5 separate regions of the Mus musculus genome follow, and regions 2, 3, 4 and 5 are each linked to region 1. The links are chromatin contacts, called in public HiChIP or PLAC-seq and promoter capture Hi-C maps. All regions are on one chromosome and are shown on one strand. Each heading gives the region's core, a stretch centred on a gene start, on an enhancer-like site or on the middle of the called end of the contact. The rest is flanking DNA. Distances are from core to core; before and after follow the strand shown. Region 1 holds the start of Zfp629 (zinc finger protein 629). Region 2 holds the start of Ypel3 (yippee like 3). Region 3 holds the start of Tlcd3b (TLC domain containing 3B). Region 4 holds the start of Armc5 (armadillo repeat containing 5). Region 5 holds the start of Mvp (major vault protein).

What was found. Promoter capture Hi-C pulls out the DNA fragments that hold promoters and counts their contacts. HiChIP or PLAC-seq counts read pairs in DNA pulled down with a chosen protein or histone mark.
Region 2: an HNF4G HiChIP or PLAC-seq map of pancreatic cancer cells shows a contact between it and region 1. The contact joins the promoter of Ypel3 here to the promoter of Zfp629 in region 1. A contact is called at or near these places in 2 of 39 promoter capture datasets (cranial neural crest and pre-B cells) and 1 of 115 datasets of contacts at active chromatin or transcription factors (pancreatic cancer cells).
Region 3: a contact with region 1 is called in a promoter capture Hi-C map of pre-B cells. The contact joins the promoter of Tlcd3b here to the promoter of Zfp629 in region 1. A contact is called at or near these places in 5 of 39 promoter capture datasets (cranial neural crest, liver, neutrophils and 1 more) and 2 of 9 other capture datasets (liver and pancreatic islet).
Region 4: a contact with region 1 is called in a promoter capture Hi-C map of liver, with 2.3 times the contacts expected there. The contact joins the promoter of Armc5 here to the promoter of Zfp629 in region 1.
Region 5: a promoter capture Hi-C map of liver shows a contact between it and region 1, with 2.2 times the contacts expected there. The contact joins the promoter of Mvp here to the promoter of Zfp629 in region 1. A contact is called at or near these places in 3 of 39 promoter capture datasets (cranial neural crest and liver), 1 of 115 datasets of contacts at active chromatin or transcription factors (pancreatic cancer cells) and 1 of 9 other capture datasets (liver).

Annotation. Positions count from the first base shown.
Region 1 is chr7:127,613,055-127,618,050 of GRCm38.p6, reverse strand. Zfp629 (zinc finger protein 629) reads left to right here and starts at 2,779. Exons shown (of 3, transcript NM_001362196.1): 1 at 2,779-2,968.
Region 2 is chr7:126,774,770-126,779,765 of GRCm38.p6, reverse strand. Ypel3 (yippee like 3) reads right to left here and starts at 2,803. Exons shown (of 5, transcript NM_025347.3): 1 at 2,663-2,803; 2 at 1,813-1,995; 3 at 1,669-1,712; 4 at 1,352-1,460. The coding sequence starts at 1,929. It overlaps Gdpd3 (glycerophosphodiester phosphodiesterase domain containing 3), which reads right to left. Exons shown (of 10, transcript NM_024228.2): 10 at 4,121-4,312. The coding sequence ends at 4,139.
Region 3 is chr7:126,820,188-126,825,183 of GRCm38.p6, reverse strand. Tlcd3b (TLC domain containing 3B) reads right to left here and starts at 1,881. Exons shown (of 5, transcript NM_029978.1): 1 at 972-1,881; 2 at 90-173. The coding sequence starts at 1,096.
Region 4 is chr7:128,234,859-128,239,854 of GRCm38.p6, reverse strand. It overlaps Armc5 (armadillo repeat containing 5), which reads right to left and starts at 2,498. Exons shown (of 6, transcript NM_146205.2): 1 at 1,266-2,498. The coding sequence starts at 1,728. 9130023H24Rik (RIKEN cDNA 9130023H24 gene) reads left to right here and starts at 1,824. Exons shown (of 1, transcript NM_177001.3): 1 at 1,824-4,996. The coding sequence starts at 2,436. The coding sequence ends at 3,449.
Region 5 is chr7:127,011,813-127,016,808 of GRCm38.p6, reverse strand. It overlaps Mvp (major vault protein), which reads left to right and starts at 2,215. Exons shown (of 15, transcript NM_080638.3): 1 at 2,215-2,290. The coding sequence starts at 2,289. Pagr1a (PAXIP1 associated glutamate rich protein 1A) reads left to right here. Exons shown (of 3, transcript NM_030240.1): 1 at 1-366; 2 at 527-609; 3 at 1,340-1,758. The coding sequence ends at 1,539.

The sequences.
Region 1 (4,996 bases), core at 1,530-4,029:
CAAAAGAAGTAGGGAACCAAGGCCTGCAAAGACCTGACTGTGTGGGAGGAGTTAAGGGAACTACTGAGGCAACCTGGAGATGCTCTGACAGGAAAGTGGGTTAAGGGAGCTGGTGCTAGGGAGCCTGGAGCCACACTCTAACCCCAGACGCCTAGAGAACTGTATCCCCTTGCAATACTGAGACTGGGGTTGCTTGAGCTTTAGCTTTCCCATCATGCCCTGGTCAGATAGTCTTTCCAGGATCTTATGATTTCTTCGTATGTGGCACATACACATGTGTGAATACATACAGGTACTCAGCGTGCACACATGCGCACACGCACACACAGAGTCTTGTGAGTCTGGGGTCTTTCAGAGATTCACCAATCAATACCATTCTTAAAAATTATTTTGTTTTATGTATATGAGAACACTGGTGCTGAACTCAAACACACCAGAAGAGGGCATCAGATCCCATTACAGATGGTTGTGAGCCACCCTATGGTTGCTGAGAATTGAACTCAGGACCTCTGGAAGTCAATGCTCTTAACTGCAGAGTCATTTCTCTAGCCCCCTAATTTTTTTTTTTTTAAATAAGAAGCTTTTTAAAAAATGACTGCCAGGAGCCGGGCATGGTAGCACACACCTTTAATTCCAGCACTCAGGAGGCAGAGGCAGGCGGATTTCTGAGTTTGAGGCCAGCATGGTCTACAAAGTGAGTTCTAGGATAGCCAGGGCTATACAGAGAAACCCTGTCTCAAAAAACAAACAAAAACAAAAAAACAAAAACTGCCAGGACCATACCAGGAACCCAGAATTTTCTGCCTATGGCCCAGATTTATTAATACAGAGTTTATAAAGACCCCCCCCCACACACACACACACACAAAGTTACAAAGTGATAGCTTTCGGGGCTCAGGGAGTTAACTCACATCCTGCCTTTATGTAAGCAGTGTCTGACTTCAACAGACATCCTGCAGGTGCCTTAGTTTTCTCCAGCAAGCAAGCAGTTTTTTGTTTTGTTTTGTTTTTTTTTTAAACAAAACTAGTGGTTAGTTCCCAGGACCCATTGTCTTGCAAGGACAATAGAGGCAGTTTCTTAAGTTTAGCTTGCAGTTCAGGGCAGTCCTTATCTTAGGCAAGTTTGCTGTCAGGGTGCATTTTACTAACTAGCAGTTTACAAACTGAAGCAGTTTTCTCATTGATTTGTTAAGTATAGCAGTCTTTAAATTTTGAACGTTATTCATTATTATAAGTCAATATTTATTTATTGGTGTTTTAACATGTAGCCTCACTGTGTAGCCTAGGTTGGTCTTTTCCCCCCATTAATTTATTTATTCACTTTATATCCCCATTGCTGCCCCCTTCTTCCCAGGCCTGCCCCTATCCCCCTTCCCTTCTCTTCTGAGAGGGTGGAGCCTCCCCTGTTTCTATTCCCTCACCCTGGCACATCAAACATAGCTAGATGCATCCTCTCCCACTGAGACCAGACAAGGCAGCCCAGTTAGGGGAACAAAATCCACAGGCTGGCAAAAGCTGTAGAGACAACCCCTGATCCAGCTGTGGAGGACTCACATGAAGACCGAGCTATATACATCTGCTACATGTGTGGGGGAGGGGGGTTTGACCCAGCCAGTATATATTCACCTAGGTTGGTCTTAATTCATGGTGATTTTCCTGTGTCAGCTTGCAGTGCTAGAGTCACAGCTATTCACTCCCATACAGGGCTTGGAATTTATTTATTTATTTATTTATTTATTTATTTATTTATTTATTTATTTAAGGTTTGAAACGAGTCCTATTGTGCATCCCAGGCTGATCCTGAAGTCCAACTCTTGATTCTCCTGCCTCAGCCTACTAATGGCTGAAGATTACAGGTGGTGTGCTTAGCTACTATGGAACTTTTTGAGGGTAGAATGTTCAATTGTTCAACTCTGGTCTCCTCACACCTGGGTTCATTGAAAACTGTGGCCTCGAACTTTACCTCACATCTCATGTCTTGATTAATTTGCCTTGTAAAATGGGGATGATTCTAAGTCCTCTCTCAGGATGTGGTGGGGAGAAAATGAGACACAAGCAGGAACAGTTTGGGAGCCCTGTGAGGTTCCTTGTTTAGAAACAGGGTCTCGCTAGGTAGCCTGGAGCTATGTGGGCCACGAATATTTTGAACCTTCAGGTCCTCCTGCCTCTGTCTCCCAAGCAACGGAATTACAGGAATTCACCACTACTTCTTGCTCCCTAAGTTTATGGAAGGATTGCCCTGCAGTGAGTTGCATACCTTACCACCGAGCTGCTGGGAAGGGGTAATGCTTGCCTACCTTGTCAGTTTCTTCCTCCAGGGAGACCTGACCACCGGTGGGGGGGTGAGAGGTGGGTAAGAGGGTCCGTAGCGCTGGGTAGCCTTGCCTGGCCCATTAGCTTCTGCTCTTACCGCTAGGTCAGCCCACCCAACCTTTGCTTTCACCTCCTAATCACCAACCCAGGCATACCAGCCCCAGTCCTGGGTGAGTCCAAACAAAGGCGGGTCTCAGGGGACCCGCGGCGGCCGAATCTGAGATCAGCTTAACTGAGCGGCTGGCAGAGTCTTTGGAGAGAATGGCCAGAAATCCGAAGACCTTCGCCGGCCTCTGAGCTCCCCCAAAAGCTGATCTTCCGTGATTCCACTAGACACTGGGAGAGGGGCGTCATCAGCCACCTCCTTGCTTCCATACCCACCCCCTCATTTTTTCCCAGGCTGTGGGAGGCAAAGGGTTAAATCCCATAGAGCTGATGTTCTGACTCCAGGCTAGAGGGGCCCGGGAAGCTGGGGTCACTTCCTGCTCCGTCCCAGTCACCCTGAACTGGTCCCCGGGTCCTCAGCCTGGAATCACCCCTTGAGAAGGACCCTAGAGTTCCCGGCATCTAGCCCGTCCCCCGAGGCAGGGCACTTAAGGGGTTAAGTCCCCTGGGGCTGGCCTCTGCCTTTCGGCTTTTCCCAGACCCCAGAGCCGTGAGTTGGGGCCGCCTGGGTTCCCGGGGTGGCCTGGAGGCCCGGGACAGCCGCCGGGGAACAATAGGGCCAAGGAGGCGGCGACGGGCGAGGGGCGCAGGCCGGGCCCGGGGCGGCGGGGGACGGCGGCCGGGGGATTGTGAGAACCGCGCGGGGACCGCCGTGGGGGAGGGGAGGCGCGCGCGCCCAGAGAGCGAGTCCGGCCGGGGGCGGCGAGGCGGCCGCCGCTCTCCCGGAGCCGGGCAGCCTGGGCGTCCGCGGCGGGGAGGGAACGCCGGCGGCTCGCCTGGGCTTTGGGAGCCGGGGACAGGGTGGGTGCTCCCGGCCGGAGGCGCTCAAGTCTTGGTCCGCCGGGGTGCGGGGGGCGGCGTCGAGGGCGGTCCCGCTGCCTCCTGGTCAGGGTCACCCTGGGCCGCGCGCACCTCCGCGGGAAGGCAGCCGTCTCCGGCAGTCCTTCCCGCCTCGGTCCTCTGGGGGTCGTCCGGGGCAGGAGGCTGGCGCTCTTGGGCCTGGGCTGGTTCCCAGTAGTAGTCGCCTCGCAGTCTTTGCTACTTCTTGCATGTGGCCTGGTTATTAACTCTTTCCCTTCTACGGTAGGCCCTTGAGTTTTAAGTTTCTCTGTCCAAGTATCTAAGCTCCTACCTGTTCTCGGTCAGCTCAGCAGGGTAACCTTCTCCTCTCCGGGGGGCCCCCATCTCTCCCTAAAAACACTTAGAGATAGGGGATGGCTAACTCACTTCTCGGCTGCATTAGCAGTTGGTCAGCTGTCCATTGCTTCACCTGCTTCACACCCCAGCTACCTCTTGGTGAGCTTTGTCCTCTTTGTCCCTGTGCACAAAGTACCTATGCACACTGTCACCCCGAGGGTAGATTATTCCAGGGATTCCGTTAGATGTCAGCGCCCTCCTGCAGCCCTGTTCTCTCTCCTGGGGATCACCCCCGGGATTTTGAGTGACAGATATGACTCCTTCCCCTGGGGGCTCACTCTGACGAACTTATGTCACTTTTCTGACATCGATCTGCAAACTGATCTTAAAAGACACTGAACAAGATAGGCTGGCTTTCTGGGAGCATGAGGTGTCCAGCTCACTCAGTCCTCCAGCAGAGTTTTTACTGGGTACTTGTCCTAGGTGTGTGATGAAGCATCAACAAAAAGAATAAGGCAGAAGGATGGGTCCCCAGGTGTGTGTCTGGGTGGCTTTGGGGACATCCGTACCTAGAGCTCAGAGACGCAGCCTCTCAGACCTCCTCACTGGGTCTGACTTTTGCAGCCGAGGGAACTGGGCTTCCCTGCACTTTTCTGGCTCATTCTCGGGCTTCCGAGCTCTCCTCCTCTCCTGCCAGGAGACCACAAGTAGGAGTCTCATGTGACTGTCAAGGTCAACCCATGCCACAGGGCAAGCCAAACACAGAACGCGGAATTTGTGGTCTTAGCCCTGTTACTTCCCGCCTTGGGGCCTTGGAGACATTTCCCCCAGTGTCTACTTACTAATCTGTAAAATGGACAAATGACTCTTAAGTCTCTCAAGGCAGTGAAAGGAAGAAGACACCTGGTAGTCACCTATGCTCTCTACACACTTGCTTCCCTCCCCTCCTTGCTTGTCCTTTCTCCTTCATTTTGTTTGAGACAAGGTCTCGGGTAGCTGGGACTGACCTTGACCTTGACCTTCTGATCCTCTGGTTTCCATCTCCCAAGTATGCCACCGAGTCAGGCTCCCCTTTTCCTTGCCTTCGTCTCCTGTAGGAGCCCCTGACTTCAGACTCCCCTTCCCACCCATAGGCTATCCTCTGTGCTTGGAGAATGGCAAACTGCCCCCACTCTTTGTGAGTAGTTGTCCCTTCAGGGAAACTTTTTTTTTTAACCCCTTAAAAAGAGTCAGTCTCAGTTCTCTCTGGGGCTCATAAGGGAAAAGTTTATTGCTCTCAATTAGCAGTCCCATAAAGGAAGAAAATTGGAGTCTTAATGAGCTTCCTCTGATTTGCAAAATAACACGTTTCCAGGCCTCTGGGCATCAGATGTGTGGGGTG
Region 2 (4,996 bases), core at 1,554-4,053, 840 kb after region 1:
TCCAAGGATTACAAACTGGTGGCCTAAGGGCCATTTCAACCTAAGGTAGTTTTGTTTAGATAGCAGAGAGCTTAATATAAACAACTTTAGGAGTTGGGGATGTTTATCTTGTGGGAGGGCCTGGATTCAATACAAGCACCACATTAAAAAAAAAAAAAAAACAATAAAACTTACAACTAAATGATAACTATATATATACTCACTTCATTTTGCCCCAGCCTGCTTTCTCTGCCCTATATCTACCCATTTATAAACCCACAGTATCTGCTTGCTCTTTTTTTGTTTTGTTTTTGCTTTTGTTTTTCGAGACAGGGTTTCTCTGTGCAGTCCTGGCTGTCCTGGAACTCACTCAGTAGACCAGGTTGGCCTTGAACTCAGAAATCCGCCTGCCTCTGCCTCCCAAGTGCTGGGATTAAAGGCGTGTGCCACCACGCCCGGTTCTGCTTGGTCTTATAGACATTTGAAGGATTTTGTTGTACTTTGAGACAGGGTCTACATAGCCCTGGGTGTCCTGGAGCTCACTAGGCTGGCCTAGAACTCAGACATCATCTGCCTCTGCTTCCTCAGTGCTGAGATTAAAGGCGTGCGCCACCACACACTGCTGACATTTGAGTTTTTAACCTCTGGTCTAGGCTACATTTTAGGATTTCAGAGGGGCCAAGCCACCTGTGCAAAGACACACAGGAAATCTGTGGCAGGGTCAGAGGTAAAGTAAGATTAGGACTGTCTTTGCAATGGGGCATCCAGCTTCTAGAAACATGCCAAGTGCCCAATTCCCTATGCTATCCTCAAGTGTATAAGGAATAACTTTGTTACGTGTAATCTGACTCTCACAATGATATTCTGTGCCAGGTAGTGGCTTTATGCTCCCATGCCAGGTAAGGAAATGAGACTTGAGGTTGTGAAATCAGATGCTAGACAGCATCAGAAGTGACAGGAGCTATGCAGAGATCTGGGGACCTAGTTTCCACATTGCTACAGAGTCTTAGTTGTGTGATCTTGGGCAAATGTCCTAGCATCTTCAGACCTCCTTGTCTTCTGGAACAGACTCTGCCACCAGAATAGCTGTAATGATCGAGAGACTATGTGCCATGTGTTCACATGCATGGCAGATAAGCAATTGATAAATGGTGATTCTACATGATGCTAATCATCTAGGACAGGGGTGCAAATCCTTCGAGGGAAGAGAACACCCTCAAAGCCCTGCAATGGACAAACGCCAGTCACTGGGGAAAGAAAGCCAGTTTGTGCTGGGCCACTGGTACTCTGAAAGGCAAAGGCAGATACTTTTAAGGAAGAAGGGATGAGGTTAGGTCAAAGGCCAGCCTAGGGTCAGAGATCTCAAACTCACATATTTCCAGCCCAAAGTGGTCTTGCAGTTCTCACAGTGGATGTCAGCGACAGCATGAAGACCTGTCAGCAGCACCCGCTCTTCTGCTGGCCCGCAGCCCACATTCACTCTGTGGGGACAAAGGGTAGTCCCAGGGAGGGTCTCAGCAGCCCAGAGCCACCCTCTAGCTAGTATGTTAAGTGTCTGGTCTTAGCCTCTAAGAGGAGCCTGATCATGGCTTCCTGTCAGAAACAAGGGACTCTGGGAATATCAGCATACCAGGGAGTCACAGGTCACAACAGAGGTCAGGAAAAGAAAGGAAGGAGATGAATACTCACACAGAGTTGAAGAGGTAGGCACGTCCCTGACTGCCCTGGAAGGACTGGAGGGTAGTGGGGAGACGAGAGGAGGGGGTTAGGGCTATTGGTGGGGAGTTGCCAGGCAGCCCATTGCCATTCTAGACTAAAATGTGACCTGCTTACCTTGGAGATGAGGTCGTCGTGGTTGGCCAGGTGAGCACGGCAGTGGGCACAGCTATACCTCCGGTGACAGTCATCCAAGTAGGCCTGAAACGTCTTGGGCTTTGAAATCCGCACCATGGCGGGGGCCAAGGGCAGTGGCCCCACGCGGGGAGCGGCCCACGGGGAGCAGAGGGAGCCCAGTGCCTGCCAGGAAGGAGAGGTGGACGATCAGGACTAAGGCCACACACATGTAGACAAGCCCAGAACTATGGGGACTCTGTCACACTTGGCTGCTCTCTCCTTTCCCTAGAGCCAGCAGTCTCACCAGGGACCAGAGTCATCTCAGTTTTGACTCACTGAGGAGGCCTCAGGTTGCATCAGCGGGTAAACTGAGGCTAGGAGGAGCTCTAGGTGAGTCACCCACCAGCTTCTGGCCTCACCCCTGCTGAGCTGGCATCTGAACTGGCATCTGAAACGTGAAGAAGGGGCTTCAGAGTGGATGGGCTGCCAGTTTTCAGTTTTGAGGAATGGGGGGGGGGGGCAGAAACTGACTGGTCCTTGGGACCCTAGTTGGACTAGTGATAGGGCAAATGTGGGGTATATGGAGTTCGCTTGGGGAAAGGGTCTCTCACCTGGAGGAGGCAGGCCTCCCCAAAGGAAGAGGGTCCCCTAGAGAGAGGAGGGGTTTTTACCTGCAGGCGCTGAGCCTCATCTCCGCCGAGGGGAATCTTACCTGCATCGCCAAGCCTTACCTGAGACCCCGGGGCTCACCTGGGGCGAGGGGATGGGGGCGTGCGCGGGGGAAGGGGCAGTCCTCGCTTGCGGGGCGGGGGCGCGGGGCAACGCGCAGAGACGTCGGTCCAGGCCTCACCTCGCCTGGGCGCGTGGAGGGCCCGGTCCGCGGGGTGGCCTGGCCTGGGAGTGGGGGGCGCTCCTGATGGGCGCCGTCCCCCCCGGCCCGGTTCACAGCCGCCTCGACTTGTTTACACCGAGACCAGCTGCTGCCGCGGCTGCGGCGGGAGGGGGAGGGGGCCGGCCTCCTGTCCCGGCGGCCTTCGTGGCCAATCGGAGCGCCTCATGCAAATGAGGGGGCGCGTCATACGGCGGCCAGCGCAGGCTGGGCTGCCCTTCCCCCTGCTCCGGGCTCCCGCTAGCCGTCTCGCCCGGAAATGCGGCTACGACTTGCAGCCTAACCCAGAGGCTAACCCGGGCGTGATTGCACCTCTGCTGCTCTGCTATCTCGGGTGCTCAGAGACAAGGATCCTAACCCGGCATGGGGCTAATAAGAGCGTGTTATCTGTATGCAAACCCCTGGGAAATAGTCGTAATTGTCTTCGTTTATCCACAGACCACTGTCTCCATTTGACCAGTTTCCTGAGGCTTGGAGAAGAGATCCTCTCCAGAGATTATCCAGATGGTAAGAGTCAAAGTTGGAATTCACACTTTTCCCAAGCACGTGGAACAGATTGTTAGAAGGGAACTAAAGGTGTCCTTCTATTAGACTCCCAGGAACCAACGCTTTAAAAATCTCTACTGCTGAGCATCATCTGCTCCAGGCATTCTCTGGTATGCCTGACCTCGAGGTTTCTGTAGGTCTGACCCCAGTGAAAATGTCTGTTTAATCGTGTGTCTGGTATACTTAGACTTGTGTTCACTGCAGAGTCCCAGGAACCAGGCAGGCTTGAAAAGTGCTGCACTGGGAATATTTATTAAATGAACTCCAATGTTGGAGATCAGAAAGTGGACAGCAGGTACTGTGGGAGAGCCTGCGAGCTAATCCATGCCTGCCTGCTGCAGTACAGCTCAGCACATAAGGTGCCCAACATCAGTAACATGAGGAAATTCCGTCCCTTGCATATGCCTGGGTCTCTTAATGGTTTCAGGACAACCACTCATCTCTGAATCTCTAGAGTCTAGGTCCAGGACGCTTGGGCTAGCATGCTTTAGAGTGGAGGCCAAGCTGGCACAGGGTGTGGTGCCACTCTGCTGGGTCTGGAATGTAGTGGAACAAGTGGGCCAGCCTACTGACACCCCCAGGCTTTTATTTGCAGGGGTGTCAGTGGGCAGAGTCTCACTTTGTAGCCCTGGCATTATAACTCACAGAAATCCACCTGCCTCTGCCTTCCAAGTACTGAGGTTAAAGCCTAGGCCTAGCTCACCACAGGCTTTCTTGATCTCTCCTAAGATGCTATGTGCACTTGCTTGCAGTAAACTCTGAGCTGCATTCATGGTATGCAAGCCTTCTACCACCAACTTCCATCCCCAGCCGCTAATGCCATCTTTTTAGCCTCCCGAATCGACCCTCCAACCCCTTGTTCCATGAACTATGTTACTGACAAGAAAATATTTATTTTTTAAGAGAAAGACAGGACAGGGCCTCAGGCTGAGGAGGCTGGGTCTCTTCTTCCTGCTTGTCCAGGTAGTGTCTCAGGGCTGTGGGGTAATCGGTCATGACGCCATTGGCTCCCAAGCTGAAGGCCACTTCAAAATCCGATTCTTCATTAAGGCACCAAAATAGCACCTGAACAGAGGAAGAAAACAAGTTAGTTTCCAAACACCAACCCCAAGCTTCCTTTCGCGTCCAGGAGGTGGCAGCCCCTCCTTCTGCACAGACCTCCCAGAACCGGGTGTCCTGGAGCTGATGGTTATCTTTTTTAGAAATTTCCAAATTGGTTATTAAACACAGCTCCTGTCAAAACTTAGGTATAGGATCTTGGAGCCAAGTGTGGCCATGCATGTTTGTAACTCTGCACTTGGGAGGCCATCTGGGCTACACAGAGTAGCAGCCCGCTGGGGTTAGCTAGTAAGCCTCTGCCTCAAAAACAAATACATAAACCATGTAATTACATGAACTTGCAGTTGAACAGTCTCAGAACTCAGGATGCAGAGGTAGGTGGATCTCTGCAAGTTTTAGGCCAGGTCTATATAGTAAGTTTTAGGCCAGCCAGAGTTGACAGTGAAACATTGTCTCAAAACAAACAAGGAATTCAATAAAAACAAAAGTAAAGCTCTTAGTGTGGTGGTACAATGTTTGTTTTTATAGCACCGAGATAGAAGGGAAAGGAATGCAAAGATACCTTGTGTTACACAGGGAGTTCAAGGGCCAGCCTGGGCTGTATGAGACCTGTGACAAACAATCCAAGAGCTGGGGCTGTTGCTCAATGGTTTAACCCTGGCCTCTTATGTGCAAAGCCCTGGGTTTGAT
Region 3 (4,996 bases), core at 632-3,131, 790 kb after region 1:
CGAGTTTAGGGACCACTACAGATCTGGGGGATCCCAGGTCCCACATACAGACCGCTGGGACCTGGGCGGGGTGGTCCTGAGGCACTCACTGGTCATCTATGATGTGCTTGCAGGAAGTGGAGACTATGTAGCCAGCTGTGGAGGCCATGATGGCTTGGACAGAGGACACCAACCTAGGAAGACAGAGGAAGGAGTGACAATCAGGTGTGCGTCTCCCGTCTCTGTGTTGTGGAAACCCTACCCCTCAGGATTCCACATCAGCCTCCACCTAAGCCAGGCTTTCCCACCATCACTTTCAGCCAAGCTGCGCTTAGCTTCCATCCTCAGTTCCCGCCTCTCCCAGCCTTCTTCATTCCTAGTTTGTGCCAGTGGAATCATCTTCTTCCCAGGACACCAGGGAGGCGTCCTGAGGTGAGCCAGTGCCTAACAGTGAGCTCTCTCTCCCTGGGGAGGGAGGGAAGGGACCCATGAGGGCTAAGGGAGTCCCAGTTGTCCCTGCACCCAGACACCATGAGGCTCATACTTAGAGTCACTGGCCCCAGTGACCCCAGCCCCCCCCCCCCCCACACACACACTTTCCCACTATTTTCCTGATTCTTACCATGGCCCTCTTCCTGGCGGCCCTATTCTAGAGATATACAAGTTTCACTGTCTACTTTTCTACACCTTGACCCCCAAACACTAGCCCTGAAAAACACAGTCTTGCCCCTTGGCTTGCTCCTGGGTGTCTTGTGGGACTGTTTAGTCACATGCTGCCCTGCTTTAGAGGGAGGATAGGAAGGTGCTAAGGGAAGCAAGCTCAAGCTCAATAGTAGTCCAGATGGCTGGGTTTCAATGAGGTCCAAGGAGGGAAGGAAGCTTGGATGTAACCTACCCACCACTACTGAGCCCAGGGGCGTGCTGGGGTCCCTTCCCCATGAAGCCTGTTGGAGAGAGAGGGGCTGAACTCTCGGGGAAGGCATGCCATTTACCTGGCGGAGACAATGACTGCGTCGGCCTCCTCCCAGCGCAGCTGGGGCAGCCTCTGGAGCGTGTTCTTGGATAGGAGGAAGAGTCCGGGGAACACCACCCCCCCAGCCACCATTGGGGTAAGCATGGTGACTTGAACCCGGGCAGGGAGACCAGAGGGTCCAGAAGGGACAGGAAGGCCAAATTGAGGGAGGGAGTTGGAGGTGAAGAAGGGATTGCCAAGCCAGAAAGGGAGAGAGAAAGAGGGAGGGGGAGGCACAAAGGGGCCAGGGCGGGGACAGGATGGGACAAGAGGACCAGTTCAGGGCAAGGGAGAAAGGGACTTCAATGAGATTGGGGACACAGAAAGAAAGGGCTAGCTAGGTGGCGGGGGGGGGGGGGGGACGACAGAGCGCTGGTGAGAGGATGGGGAGAGACTACCAAGGGAGGACTTGATGAGAGGACCAAGAGGGAGAGGGGACAGGAGGAGGAAGATGCAGTGGGGGAGGGGAGGGAGAACCGCGGCAGGTGGGGGGGGGGCTTACGTGGAGAGGCTGGGAGGGCCCAAGGAGGCGGGGTGGGGGACGGTGGTGCCAGCCCTGAAAAAAGGGAGGGAGGAAAGGACGGAGCGGAGCGGAGCGGAGGCGCAGCTGGGCAAGCGGTCACCAGTCAACACCGCTCTCCCGCCACCACAGGCTACCACCTCCTCCTGCTGCTGCCGCTAGAGCCCCGCTGCCCTGTGCAGACACCGCACATGGCATTATAGAGTTGGTGCCCAGCCCCCTGCCCCCTCTGTGAGGAGGGGGAGGGGGAGGGGAAGCCACCAGCTTGGGGAGGGTGGGAGAGGGGGAGGGAAATGATGGCACCGACCAGACACCAAGAAACCGGACCTGCAGCAGCGTTGTCTCCCATGCAGCTCTGAGCCACAGCAGCGGCTGCGACAGAGATGGGGGGGGACAAGGAAAGAGGGAGGGGGAGGCCCTTAAAGAGACAGGAGCTGCAGTGCAGGGGGCTGCTGGGGACAAGGGCTTAGGGAAAGGATGGCTCTTCTCTTAAACCCCCCCCCCCCCCCGGACACCTCCACCTAGCAGGAGTACTGAGCCGCCTTTCCTGTCAGCACTTTAAAAATGTCTGGCATTTCCTTCTGCTGGTGCTTATAAACATAAATGGGTGTCCCTCAGTGGCCTGCAGGGATCTCAGCTTAGGGGTGCTCACTCCAGCCAAGAAGATTTCCTGAAGAAAGCAGCCTGAGTAGATGGTGTGTTCCCTGAAGGCACAGATAGGAACAAGCCATTTCACGGTGTCCTTCAGACCCACAGCCCCCTCCACCCCGCCCGTCCGCCTCTCCAGTCAGAGGGAGTGGAAACTACATCAGTCACCTCGCTTGCACTCCGACTCGCACCACAACGAGTCACTCCCTCAGGAGTGTGGCTCACTATTGTGACAGCCCAGGGGGAAATCTATGCTCCTATGCTCTTCAGAGGTCAGGGGATAGCCCTGAGGTGGGAGCCAAGGTTCCCCAAGATCAGAAAGTTAAGATGTGACAGGAACAGAGCTAAGTGGGAAGAGATGGCTGGCTGTCAGAGCCCTCCAGCATGGCTTTGATGGCTAGCACCAGGGCACTGGGAGACAGGAAGCAGTCATGTAGACCTGGTGGCACTCCAGGAGCAGGAGGATCACTCCTGGTAGCCAGCTTGGGCGACAGAGGAAGTGCTCGCCTGGGAGAGAGGGTTAGAAGGTGGGCTTGAAGAGCAGAGGGTGCTTGCTGCCTGGAAAACCCAGTGGAGTTATGGAAGCCGGGGCCCCTCCCTCAGGCCAATGGCCTCCTGGAGTCCCCTTTTCCTTGTTGCCTTGGTTCCCTGTCCTCGGCCACTCCTCAGAACAGTCCTGCTTACACAGAAGAGCCTGGTGGCTGGCTGACTCAACTTCCTCCTTTAATCCAAGGGGAAGAGCAGCCCCGTGCTTTGGCCAGGGTAATTTAGGCCTAGCACACAACTACTAATGCTCACTCTCACATGGCCTCTTAGAGCCTGGCCTTTCCCAAACCCATCTGTCCTTCAGACTTGTATATCATGGGGACTGACACCTCACTGTAGCTTGAGTTTCTCACTGACCCTGAGATGAGCCTACTTATCTACTGACAACTGACCTTTCCAGCCCACAGCCTACTCCCTCTGCGCCCTAGAGGAAGGGGCCAATTCGCTATTTTGTGCTGCCCTCTAGTGGCAGTCTGTGGGAGTGGCTGAGGGAAGTCTTGACACCCGCAGGAGTTGGGGCTACTATTAGAGACCTTCGTAGACCTGGAAACCACAGGGGAAGAGGTCCACTTTCCCAGGTCTTACTACAGACTGAGCATGGTTTATGTCAATGCTTCTTAAGTCTTCTAGGGGTTGAGGAAGGAGAAACCAAGGCTTAGAGGGTTTATTAAAGTGTCAAGATAACATAGCTATGTTCATTATTAGTAAAGTAGGATTTCAAGCTTATGTTTGCTTCACTTCAGGAAAATCCAAAGACAGTGGTGACAGGAGGCAGAGGAGGCAGAGCCCTGGGGTGCACAGGAGACAGAGGAGGCAGAGCCCTGGGGCTTCCAGGACAACCAGGTCTATACAGCAAAATCCCGGCAAAAATCCCAGGCTAGTCAGGAATACATAGGAGACCCTGTCAAAAAATAGATGCACTTAGCCTAGCTTGAGCTACTAGATGAAGGGACAGGCCTGAAATTCCAGCACTCAGAAGGCTGAGGCAGGAGGCTCACTAAGAGTAACGGGATAAAACAAAATACAAAACCTTTCAAAAGTTAGAAGATGTAACCTGGGCTACAGAGAGAGACCCTACCTAAAAAACAAAACAAAAAATAACACACACAAAAACAAAACAGCAAGGAACAAAAGCACCAAGGCTCTAAGCTGGGGCGGTGACATGGATCAGAACGTGTCTGTGAACACAGACGTGGTCAGGGGATCCAGAGCTGACTGTGGATAGCACAGGCTGCAGCAGAACAAGACAGGTTTCGGGTTTGTGCTTTTGATTTTCGTTTTTCTTTTCTGGGGATTTACAGAGTCTCCTCGGTAAATTCTGCCTTTGAGGGCTCAGGAGCTACCTAGCACATCAGGGGCTCGGGGCTCCATACCCAGCATTGAAAAGAAAGAAAAACAAAAACAAAAACAACCCTGAAGCACTGCTTTCTGCACACCCCAGTCCCAGCTCCACCCCGGCATTGTTCACCTTTATAGTAACAGCCCGAGGGCCCAACCTCTCCCACAAATACATTTTTTCCCCAGTATGATGTTGCCAGCAGAAGATAGTATCTCCTTAAATTCTCGTCTGAGTTGTCGGTTAAAAAGCAACCACTTAGCCGGGCGTGGTGGAGCACACCTTTAATCCCAGCACTTGGGAGGCAGAGGCAGGCGGATTTCTGAGTTCAAGGCCAGCCTGGTCTACAAAGTGAGTTCCAGGACAGCCAGGGTTACAGAAAAACCCTGTCTCAAAAAACCAAAAACCAAAAACTAAACCAAATAACAACAACAACAACCAAAAAACCACTTTCAGGCCAGTGGGAGGACTCAGCACGTTAAAGGCGCCTGTTGCCAATCTGAGTTCAATCCCTTGAACACGTGGAAGAGAACCATCCACAAGTGTCCTCTGACCTCCACATGTGAGCCGCGCCATGTGCACCCCCTCCGAATAAATGTTAAGAATTCTAAGCCGGGCAGTGGTGGCACACGCCTTTAATCCCAGCACTTGGGAGGCAGAGGCAGGTGGATTTCTGAGTTCAAGGCCAGCCTGGTGTACAGAGTGAGTTCCAGGACAGCTAGGACTGCACAGAGAAACCCTGTCTCAAAAAACCAAAAAAAAAAAAAAAATCTAAAAAAGTAAATAAAGGTTCAATTGTCAGCACAAACATCCCTGCCCAAGGCCAGGTTGGATCATAAAGTAAAGCTCTATCTCTGGGGAAAGCCTGAGATGCAGCTGGGTGGGAGAGCGCCTGCCTGGCTTACAGGCCCTGGCTTGGATTCACATGCTCTCTCTGTGATGCCTGGCTGGAGCC
Region 4 (4,996 bases), core at 1,249-3,748, 620 kb before region 1:
GCTCTACTGTTTGTTTGTTTCTAATCAACCAAAGCAAGAATGTGGCAAACGTTTGGGGATATAAGTCAGAGGCAGAGTACTTGTCTAGCTTGTACCAAACCCTGAGCCAAGCCCCAACATCTCAAGGAGAGAGTGGGGAGGGAGGGAGAGGAAAGAGAGGTGAGGGTTAGAGAAGGTCTTCAGAAGATGCTAAAAGAGGAGCAAGAGCTGGAGGACTGACTGAATGGATATTTGCCCGAGGGATGGTAAATGGTTTGCAGCAGCTTTTCCAAATGCCCCAGGGTAAAAGTGTCTGTGCTATGATTTCACAAAGCCCCTCAAATGCCTGTCCAAGGAGTCAAAATATAAATGTGAAGGCCACAGAAGCCACCAAAGGGCTTTAAGGGGAATGACAAGATACACTCCGGCAACTGCGGTGGGAGGGTATTACCAGAGAAAGGAATATGTCAGGAAGAGCGGCTGAAGTGGTCATGTAGTCCAGGTAACTTGGCTTGAACCAAGTTAACTTTTATCCCTGCCAATCAAAAGGCAATACGGCCCAGCACAGCAGGCAAGGTTAGAGAGAACTTGGCATTCCATCAAGCCTACTGTCAAACACATTACTTGCAATCTATGCAAGTTTAAATATAAAAATGCTTCACTTTAAAAATTAAGATTTTTGTCAAAATTGAGATACAGGACAGGCAATGATGCAACTTTGTTCCCATCATCACCATAAGGAGGCGCCAAATCACCCGGTACACAGAAAGGCTGATCCTCTGCTGGAATTTGTTTCCTGTGTTTAAGTACCCACTTATGCTTGGAGTCTGGGCACTGTACATTTGAATTTCATTTTCTACTCAACTTCAATCCTGTCGGGTAGCTATTGTTATTACACAAAGAATTCTTGCTTTGGAGGGGTTGGGTGATTTGCTTGGTATGTCTGACTTTTAAACTCACTTTCTAACTTTTAAAACTACACTTTCTGGCCTCCTGCTCTTCCATGTGAAGCCTTGCACAGGGACGGGTACTGTCCCCGAGAAGCACCAAAAACAAAGTATAAGCCACTTGCTCAAAAGTGAGGCAGGAGTCAGTATCTACTTCTGGTCTGGGCAGGTCCAGGTCTAATTTATGGAGAGAGCAGTGACGTCACATAGCATCACACCTGAGGAGATGAGTGGCGCTGCACCATCACAAAGCATGTACTCAGAGGCCTGGCATAATGGAAGGGCAGCGCAGATACTGTGGGTTGGAACCTTTCTAAGAAATGGGGGCGGAGCACTTACCCAAAGGGAGAATGCCTCCAAGTCTCCGCACTTCGGCCCGGCACGCCCCTTCTGTACAGCAGTTGGCTAGAATGCTGAGCGCCAAATCCAGCGTCTTGCGCAGGCGCATTGGCAACGAAGGCGTCAAGAGCGACTCGGCAGCGGGGGCGTGGCCAGGGGTAGAACCAGCTGACGCAACCGACGAAGGGGCGGAGCCAGAGGCTGCTTGGGACGGGGCGGGGCCCGCAGCAGCCGTTCGGCGGAGCAGGGCGAGAAGGGGGCGGAGCCCGCCGCGTGCCCGGAAGCGCTCAATCCCCTCTGCCGCCTTGATGTGGCGCGTGCGAAGAGCTAAGAGCGCGCGGCCCAGGGGTGTCTCGTTGGTAGCTGGGTCCTTTCCCCCACCTGGCCCCTCCCCGGCCGCCGCCGTGAGCTGCGCGAGGCAAAACGAGAGCGAGTCCGTAAGGGCCGGTCTCGCAGCCGCCATCTTGGCCCGGGCCTCAGGCTCCGCCCCGCGTCTCGCCGGTACTCTGAGAGAGCGGAACTGGAAGAGGGGGGCGTGGCCAGGCTGCTCCTCGGAATAGCGCCGCCGCAGTTATCTTGCGAGTCGGAAGTTCAAGTTCTAGATTCTGGAACTCCGGTACTTGCACAGTCGCAGAAGACATGGCGAGAATGGTATTTATCTGTGGGAAAGTAAGAGGCGCGTGCGGTGCATGCTGGGATATGTAGTCGGCGCCAAGCTTAGTGCAGTTTAAGTGGGTGAGAAACTCCTCCCGGGGCCGAAGAGTGAACTGTTGCTCCTAGGATCAGACGCCCCGCGGTGGAGTCTTAGTGCTGTCCTGTGCTCCCCAACGTGACTTAGCCACTTCGCTCCCGGTACGTCCTTGTCGGCGACGTTCAGACTTGATTGGCAACCCTCAAAGCGCGGTGATCAATGGCTCCGAAAGCCGGACTGACAGACTCGCAGAACCCCAAGCCGTTTCAAAAGTGCTAAGTTCCCGACAGAAAGGTCTCGCCAAGCGAATGAAAGAGTTAAACCTACCGGGAAAGTTCGCTGCCACTTCCTAGAGTCTCTCGGGCTTGGGGACCTTTCCGTTTCCGGTACCGGCCTCCAAGCCTCCAGTGCCCCGTTCTCCAACTGTGCTGATGAGTTAAACGGGTGGCATTTAGGAAACCGAGCGCTTTTCGGCCGCAATGGAACTTGCGGCTCCAGAAGTGACCAGGGAGAATCTAGATGGGGCTAAGCTGCTGGAGAACCGGACGTCAAAATTCCCGGGAGCCCCCAGGTCGCCCCTGGATCGCGAGACCGCGCTACATGAGCGCCCCCTCCTGGCGCGGCCGGAACAACCAGCCCCCGTGGAAAAAATGCTGGACCAGCAGTACTTATGTAGGTCAGGCTCTGGCCCCAAGGAAGAAACCTTTGTCAAGACCAGTGATCCTGCAGTCCCCAAAGCTTTCAAGTGTAGGGATTGTGGGTTGGCTGTACCCAGTCTCTCTGATCTCATTCACCATCAAAGCAGCCATGGGTGTGACCGCCCTTACAGCTGTCCAGAGTGTGACAAAAGCTTCCGGCGTGGCTCAGATCTGGTTAAGCATTACCGAGTTCACAGTGGTGAAAAACCATACCCCTGCCCAGAATGTGGCCGTTGCTTCAGCCTCAGCTCTAATCTCACTAAACACCGTCGTTCTCACTCAGGTCTCCGGCCGCACAAGTGCATGGAGTGCGGAGAGGCCTTTGGTCGCAGTGCAGACCTAGCAAAACACCAGCGGGTGCACACTGGGGAAAAGCCCTATGCGTGTGCTGAGTGTGGAAAGACTTTCAGGGTTAGCTCCAACCTGATCCAGCACCAGCGAACTCACACTGGTGAGAAACCCTACCGCTGTGGCCTCTGTGGCAAGAGTTTCAGCCTGAGCTCTAACCTTTTACAGCACCAGCGCTGTCACACAGGCGAGAAACCCTACTTCTGTGCCTGGTGCGGAGACAGCTTTGGGCGAAGTTCCTATCTGCTAGAACACCAGCGTTCACACACGGGTGAGAAGCCCTACAATTGCTGTGAGTGTGGCAAGAACTTCACCAACAGCTCAAACTGCCTACGGCACCAGCGCACTCACAATGGAGAACCGCCCTTCAGGTGTCTTGAATGTGGTCGTGGCTTTAGTGAGATCACCATGTTCACTGAACACCAGCGCATCCACTTGAGCAAATGACCTTTCCAGAATGTGGCAAAAATCTCACACCACAGTTCCATCAATGTTCACACATGGGCAAGAAACCCTAGAAGTTTCCTGATTGCAGCTAGTATTTTTGTGGACACCAGCCTATGCACACAAGCAAAGGCCTTTCATTTGCAGGTTTGTCAAGAGCTGCAGTCAGATTTCCCACTTGCTCTTCTACCAGGTGACCCACATGAGCAAGAAGACCTCCATCTGCCCCTTAATAAGGCAAGCCTTTGCCCATAACGCTTAGCCTTGTCTAACATCAATGGGTGTTCCAAGATGAGAGTTTCTGCAGTTATCCCTGGCTTCAATGAAGGGACCAGAGTGTTGTTAGTTTTTTTTTTTTTTTTTTTCTTTTTTTCTACGTCCCGAAGGTGACTTAACTAAGGGCCACTAATGGGGTTCACAAATGGCATCTGGGTTGAGCCACAGGCTAGACGAACAGCACTAGAGCTGTGTCTGCCTTCAGAGAAACAAGATTTAAACACACACACATGCACACACAAAAGTCCTGTTTTCTGAGATTTCATTCAGAATCTCCATTAGCTAGACAAAAGTTTTTAGATGCCCAAAACCACATAGCTCCTGCCCCAGCTGCAGATAGGCTAACCATGACAAAAGCAACAACTCCTTTTTCTCTGGAGGAAGAGGATTACAAACCAGGCAAAGTCCATGTGAGGACTACAGTAGCCAGAGGTTGGAGGAGGACCAAAGGGGATGATCAAAGGCTATGTCTTGGCAAAAGGACCGGAGAATTTGACCTTGGGATTGTTACATAAACTCTGGGTGTAAGAAACCATTTGAGGAACTCTTCACCACTCATTAACTCTCTCTACTGCTTACACTAGGGTGCTAGAGGTTGAGGTAGAAACAAAGAAATAGATGTTGAGTTCAGGATACTTTATGGTATTTCTAGGCAGGGGCAAAGGCCCAAGATTTGTCATCTCGTTCTTTTCTAGTCTTCAGTCCCTTCCCTTGAAAATCCCCCTGCCCCCCTCACGCCCTTTCCTTCCTCCATCAGTGGAAGAATAGTGAAAACTTCTGGACTTTGGAGATTCAGTGTGGCCTTTCTGTCTGATATAGAGGAGGTTGCCCACACAAATGTATTTCTACTGCTAACATTATCCTATATGGGAGCACAGGGTTTCCCAGAGCACCACATAGTCTTTGAGCAGAGTCCAAGCAATAAGAGACTGCTTGTTTTCCCGAGAGGTGCCCTTGTCTGCACCACATGCATACAAGTGTCTCCTCAATCTTTTGTGACAGTCCATCCATCCTTAACTGCAGAATCTGGATCCCCTGCCCTCCAGTTTTGCTGCCGTTTATCAAGCTTGCTGTGTCTGTATAGAATAAGAGGCTAAAAGAGGAAGAGAATCAGGTTACCCAGCCTCAGTTTCTAAGTGACTGGGTTTGTCTCTAGTTGTGTGACTCATTTCTTTTTCTGGCTCTCAGTTTCTTCATCTGTGAAATATGCAGTGTACCTCAACCAGGCTGTGACTATTCCATGGATATACCAACTTTCATGAAGTGCCTGGTTA
Region 5 (4,996 bases), core at 966-3,465, 600 kb after region 1:
TCCCTCTGTCTCGGCTAGTAAGGCCGAGGAAGAGGGGAAAGGCAGTCAGGAGGAGGCCGGGCGTGAGGGATCCAGGCCTGAGGAGGCACTAGAAGCTCCCAGCGCTGCGAGCGACGAGCGTGCGGAGGGAGAAGCCGAAGACTGGTGCGTGCCCTGCAGCGATGAGGAGGTGGAGCTGCCGGCCAATGGGCAGTCCTGGATGCCCCCACCCTCCGAGATCCAGCGGCTCTATGAACTGCTGGCTACCCAAGGTACTCTGGAGCTTCAAGCAGAGATCCTACCCCGCCGGCCGCCTACCCCAGAGGCCCAGAGTGAAGAGGAGAGATCAGACGAGGAGCCAGAGGCCAAAGAAGAGGAGGAGGAAAAGTGAGGCCATGCTTTACACATTATTCCCGGGACTGCTCTCCTGAGCACGGAGCCTGGAGGGAGGGGAGAGCAGGAAAGGATGAGGCGGCGGGCTGGGGTGTGCCAGCGGGTGTTAGGGAGTGCTTCTCTCAACCTTGGCTTTCTGTCCACCCTGTTTCAGGCCGCACATGCCTACAGAATTTGACTTTGATGATGAGCCAATGACACCAAAGGACTCACTGATTGACAGGAGACGGACACCAGGTACGGATGAGAGGGAAGAACTGAGGGGAGGTAAAGGGCCTCCCCTAGTTACCCCGCCCACAAGTGGGCTGGTCTGAGGCCTTGGCTGGTTTCAGCCATCATCTTGACCAGCAGTGGGACGGAGCATTCATACAGTAGCATTCACACAGTAGCAGCATAGTTCTGGCTTAGGTCAGTGCCATACTTTCCTATCAGGGACCCCGCAGACCTTCCCAGAAGTTCAAAGTTTGTTGAACACATCTCTGAAGTACTATGTTCATGCCCAGAGCTGACCTGACATCCCAGCCTGTGGGCCTTCCTAGAATATGCTTTTAGAATCATTCTGGAGCTCTCTCGCAGCCGGCCAAGCCAACAGCAAGTTGCATTAGCTCCGCTTGTACAGATCCACCATTGTCAACCAGAGGAGTCCTTTTAAGTGAGGTCCCGTCTTTCCTCAGCTTGTACTACTCCCGAGGATTCCATTCCAGAGAGGAAGAGCATGTCCACGGAGAGTCTTAAGTTTTCTGGCCTCTACCCCTGCCCCAGGACCTTTGCACATGATGGTTATGTTCCCCAGCCATTGCATTATGGGTATCTTAGTCTAATACCAGCCATCCTGTGTGTGGCCCAAACCTAAACATTAGCTCCTCTGTGCCCCTGAGGCCTAAGAAGGGAGTATTTAACAAGATCTCTAAGTGTGGGCACTTGGAGGGCTCACGTCTCAATGCTGTCATGTTTTCTACCATCTTAGGAAGCTCAGCCCGGAGCCAGAAACGGGAGGCGCGTCTGGATAAGGTCCTCTCAGACATGAAGCGCCATAAGAAACTAGAGGAGCAAATCCTCCGGACCGGGAGAGACCTCTTCAGCTTAGACTCAGAGGGCCCCAGCCCCACCAGCCCTCCACTCCGATCCTCAGGAAACAGTCTCTTTCCCAGACAGCGGAAGTACTGACTGGTGCTGCTCCTGCCTACAGGTGCAGACTGTTTTGTGCTGGGCATGGCCAGCCTTTCCCAACCCAGGCTCTGGGGAACTTGTAATGGGGAAGGCCTCAGGCTCCCAGCGCAGTGCCTCTCAGGAGAGTGCCTGTGTGTTCTGTTTAGTGTCTGTTCGCAGTTTTGAGCTGGATGTGCTAAATCTAATAAAAGATGCCCGATGAGTTGGGCGTGGTGGCGCACGCCTTTAATCCCAGCACTCAGGAGGCAGAGGCAGGCGGATTTCTGAGTTCGAGGCCAGCCTGGTTTACAGAGTGAGCTCCAGGACAGCCAGGGCTACACAGAAACCCTGTCTCGAAAAACCAAAAAAAAAAAAAGATGCCGGGTGATCTTCTCAGAGGAGAGACTGCAGCTCAACCCAAGCACGCATTCTCACTTGGGCAGAGGCAGAGCTGTGTTCCTCCACACTGTAATATTGAAGCCAGAAGAGGCAGAGGCTCAGCCAGCCACCATCCCCCACCCCCACCCTTACTGCTGCATCCTCTGATTTCCTAGTCTCGGTCCAGACCCGCCAGTTAGCACTGATTCAGAAACTGCCCCCAGCTGTGGTGACTTCAGTGCAGCCTGGAGGAGCAAAAGATCCAGTTGCAGGGCCCTTTAAATACACAAGCTCCGCCCCTGCCTGCCCAGCCCATTAGGGAAGTCATCCCAAGTGTTGGTGAGGGAAATTCCTGACCTGTGGCCTGCAGCAGCCAGCTACCCTGCTAAATGTGAGTACGGATCTTGTGACCGTGGCGGGACCCCCAAGACTCCAACCCGGGAGTAGATGTCTGTCCCACAGGCTCTCTCTAGTCTGACTGCTTTCCTGCGACGTTTCTTCTGGGGCAGTGACGTCTCAGCAGTTACAGGAAGGAGGGCGTGGGCAGCTCTGCCTTGTGAGGTTTCACTTTCTAAGACTTTCAGGGTTCGAAAGCACCCTGTTAATGTCCTCGGCCCCCAAAACCTCAGGCGTCCCTGACATAGGGTCTCCCTCACAGGAGATGGGCGGTAAGGGGACTTTTGTCAGGCCCAGTAGCACACATGTGCCACTCCCTACTCAGAAACCTGAAGCAGGAAGGGTGCCTTGCACTTAGCAGGAGAGACCCCATCATTTCTGTTTCTCTTGTTTGGTTGGTTGACTTTAGGTTTTGTTTTGGGGGTGGTGGTTGTTGTTGAGAAAGGGTCCTCCTCAGCCGGGCGTGGTGGCGCACGCCTTTAATCCCAGCACTTCGGAGGCAGAGGCAGGTGGATTTCTGAGTTTGAGGCCAGCCTGGTCTACAGAGTGAGTTCCAGGACAGCCAGGGCTACACAGAGAAACCCTGTCTCGAAAAAAAGAGAAGGGGGGGTCCTCCTCATTTTTTCTAAGTGGTCTTGAACTCTCTGTGTAGCTCAGGATGACCTTGAACATCTAACCTTCTTGCCCCCACCTCCTGAGTGAGTGCTAACATTATAGATTTCTGTCATGAATATCAGTTTTATTCAGAGCTGGGGCTCGAACCTAGGATTTCATGCATTTGGGACAAGGACTCTACAACCTGATGGGTAGAGTGTGACTCGGTGGCACAGCATACTTACATGTAATCTCAGCACTTGGGCAGCTGAGGCAGGAGGGTCTCCAGAGGCTTGGGGCCAGCCTGAGATATAGTTCCACCACAGCCTAAGCTACCGTGTAAGACCCTGTCACAAATAACAGAAGCCAACTGGGCAAAGTTACAGCTTCCACTCAGACTCCATTGCTGGCTTTTCCCTTCTGCCGTCACTCCAGAGGATCCGGGCTCTACCTTCTCTGAGTGACTGGCATGTGTGACTTCACCTCCTTGATTCCCTTCTCCACTGGTCGTGGAGGCTTTTTCCTGCTGCCCTGGGCAGGGCTGTGCGAACCATGGGCCTTGGCCATCTTTTCGGTGGTGAGCGGGACGATCACAAGAGTAGCTTGGTTTCCAGGAGGTGCAGATTTAATGAGAACGAGAGGAAAGCTTTAGGGGAAGAAACAGGAGGAAGCTCAATGGACAGCCGGCCTGAGGGTCTGGGGACTTGGGATTGGTGACTATTGCCCAGCTCTCGTGGGAGATGGTGGTTGACAAAGCTGTTCCTTCTGCCCTGCCTGCCTGTGGCTCCCTGGGACATGAAAAAGAGGCTGGCCATCACAGGATATACCTTTGGCACACAGGATATCTATCCCCACCCTGAGGTGGGGCACCTGGGCAGGACAGCTACCACCTTTGCCATCCTGGGCGCTCGATGCTCAGGCCTGCTGTGGTATCCCACACTCTTCTCGTGTAGCCAAGACTTCGCTGGCTCCGCGTATGGAAAATGCTCGCCTTTGAAAAGCCATTTCAGCTGGGCATGGTGGTGCACGCCTTTAATCCCAGCACTTGGGAGGCAGAGGCAGGCAGATTTCTGAGTTCGAGGCCAGAGTGAGTTCCAGGACAGCCAGGGCTACACAGAGAAACCCTGTCTTGAAAAAAAACAAAAAAGAAAAATAAAAGCCATTTCCTGGACAGCAACAAACCGGAACAGGTCCTCTGTGTCCCCTTCAGTGAGACTGGCTGACAACCTGGTGCTGACAAGCCATACTGTCTCCAGGAACGCCAGGGAAACCTGGCCAACCATCCAGGACCAAGCCGTATGGCTGGGCTAGGTCTTGACCTCAAAGGCTAGAATGAGTCATCAGAAGGCATTGGACGTAGGGTGGGCGATTCCTGGAATCCTTGATTCTGTGAATCTGGAGTAAGGCCTGAGAAAAGTGTGACGAGGACTCAATGTTAGTCAGAAGCCAGGTGTGGAAGCATGGCAATTGTTTTATCCCCAGAGTTTCAGGCCAGCCTAAACAACACAATAAAACTCTTCTTGACACAAGCTGGAGAGATGGCTCAGTGAGTAAGAGCACTGACTGCTCTTCCAGAGGTCCTGAGTTCCATTCCCAGCAACCACATGGTGGCTCACAACCATGTGTAATGGAGTCTGATGTCCTCTTCTGATGTGTCTGAAGACAGCTAACTACTTACATAAAGAAAAGTTTAAAAAAAAAGAAAAATCCCAGTCAGGTCTCGTTTAGGAGAGAAAACCTTAATGGAGATCAGGGCTCCTGAGTCAGTCTAATTCTAGTCTGCACACTCTTCATTTGTAACATTTTGGGGGGGAGGGGCTGTTGAGGAGGGGCAGAGCCACTTGGCACATGGTGAGGCCACCAAACTGTGTCACAGTTAAGGTTAAGGCTTTCTTTTTTTTTTCCAGAGCCTGCCCTTAGCCTGGCCTGCCTGTGTTACATACAGTATCACAGCCTGGGCTACCACTCCAGCTGTCGATTGGCTAAGATTGTTTGGGGGAGGGGCTAGTGAGATTGCTGCTGAGCCTCTGCTGGCCTGGGTTCAAGCCCCAGAGCCAACATGGTGGAAGGTGGGATCAAGGAAGAACTCCATTGAGGACAGGCCCTG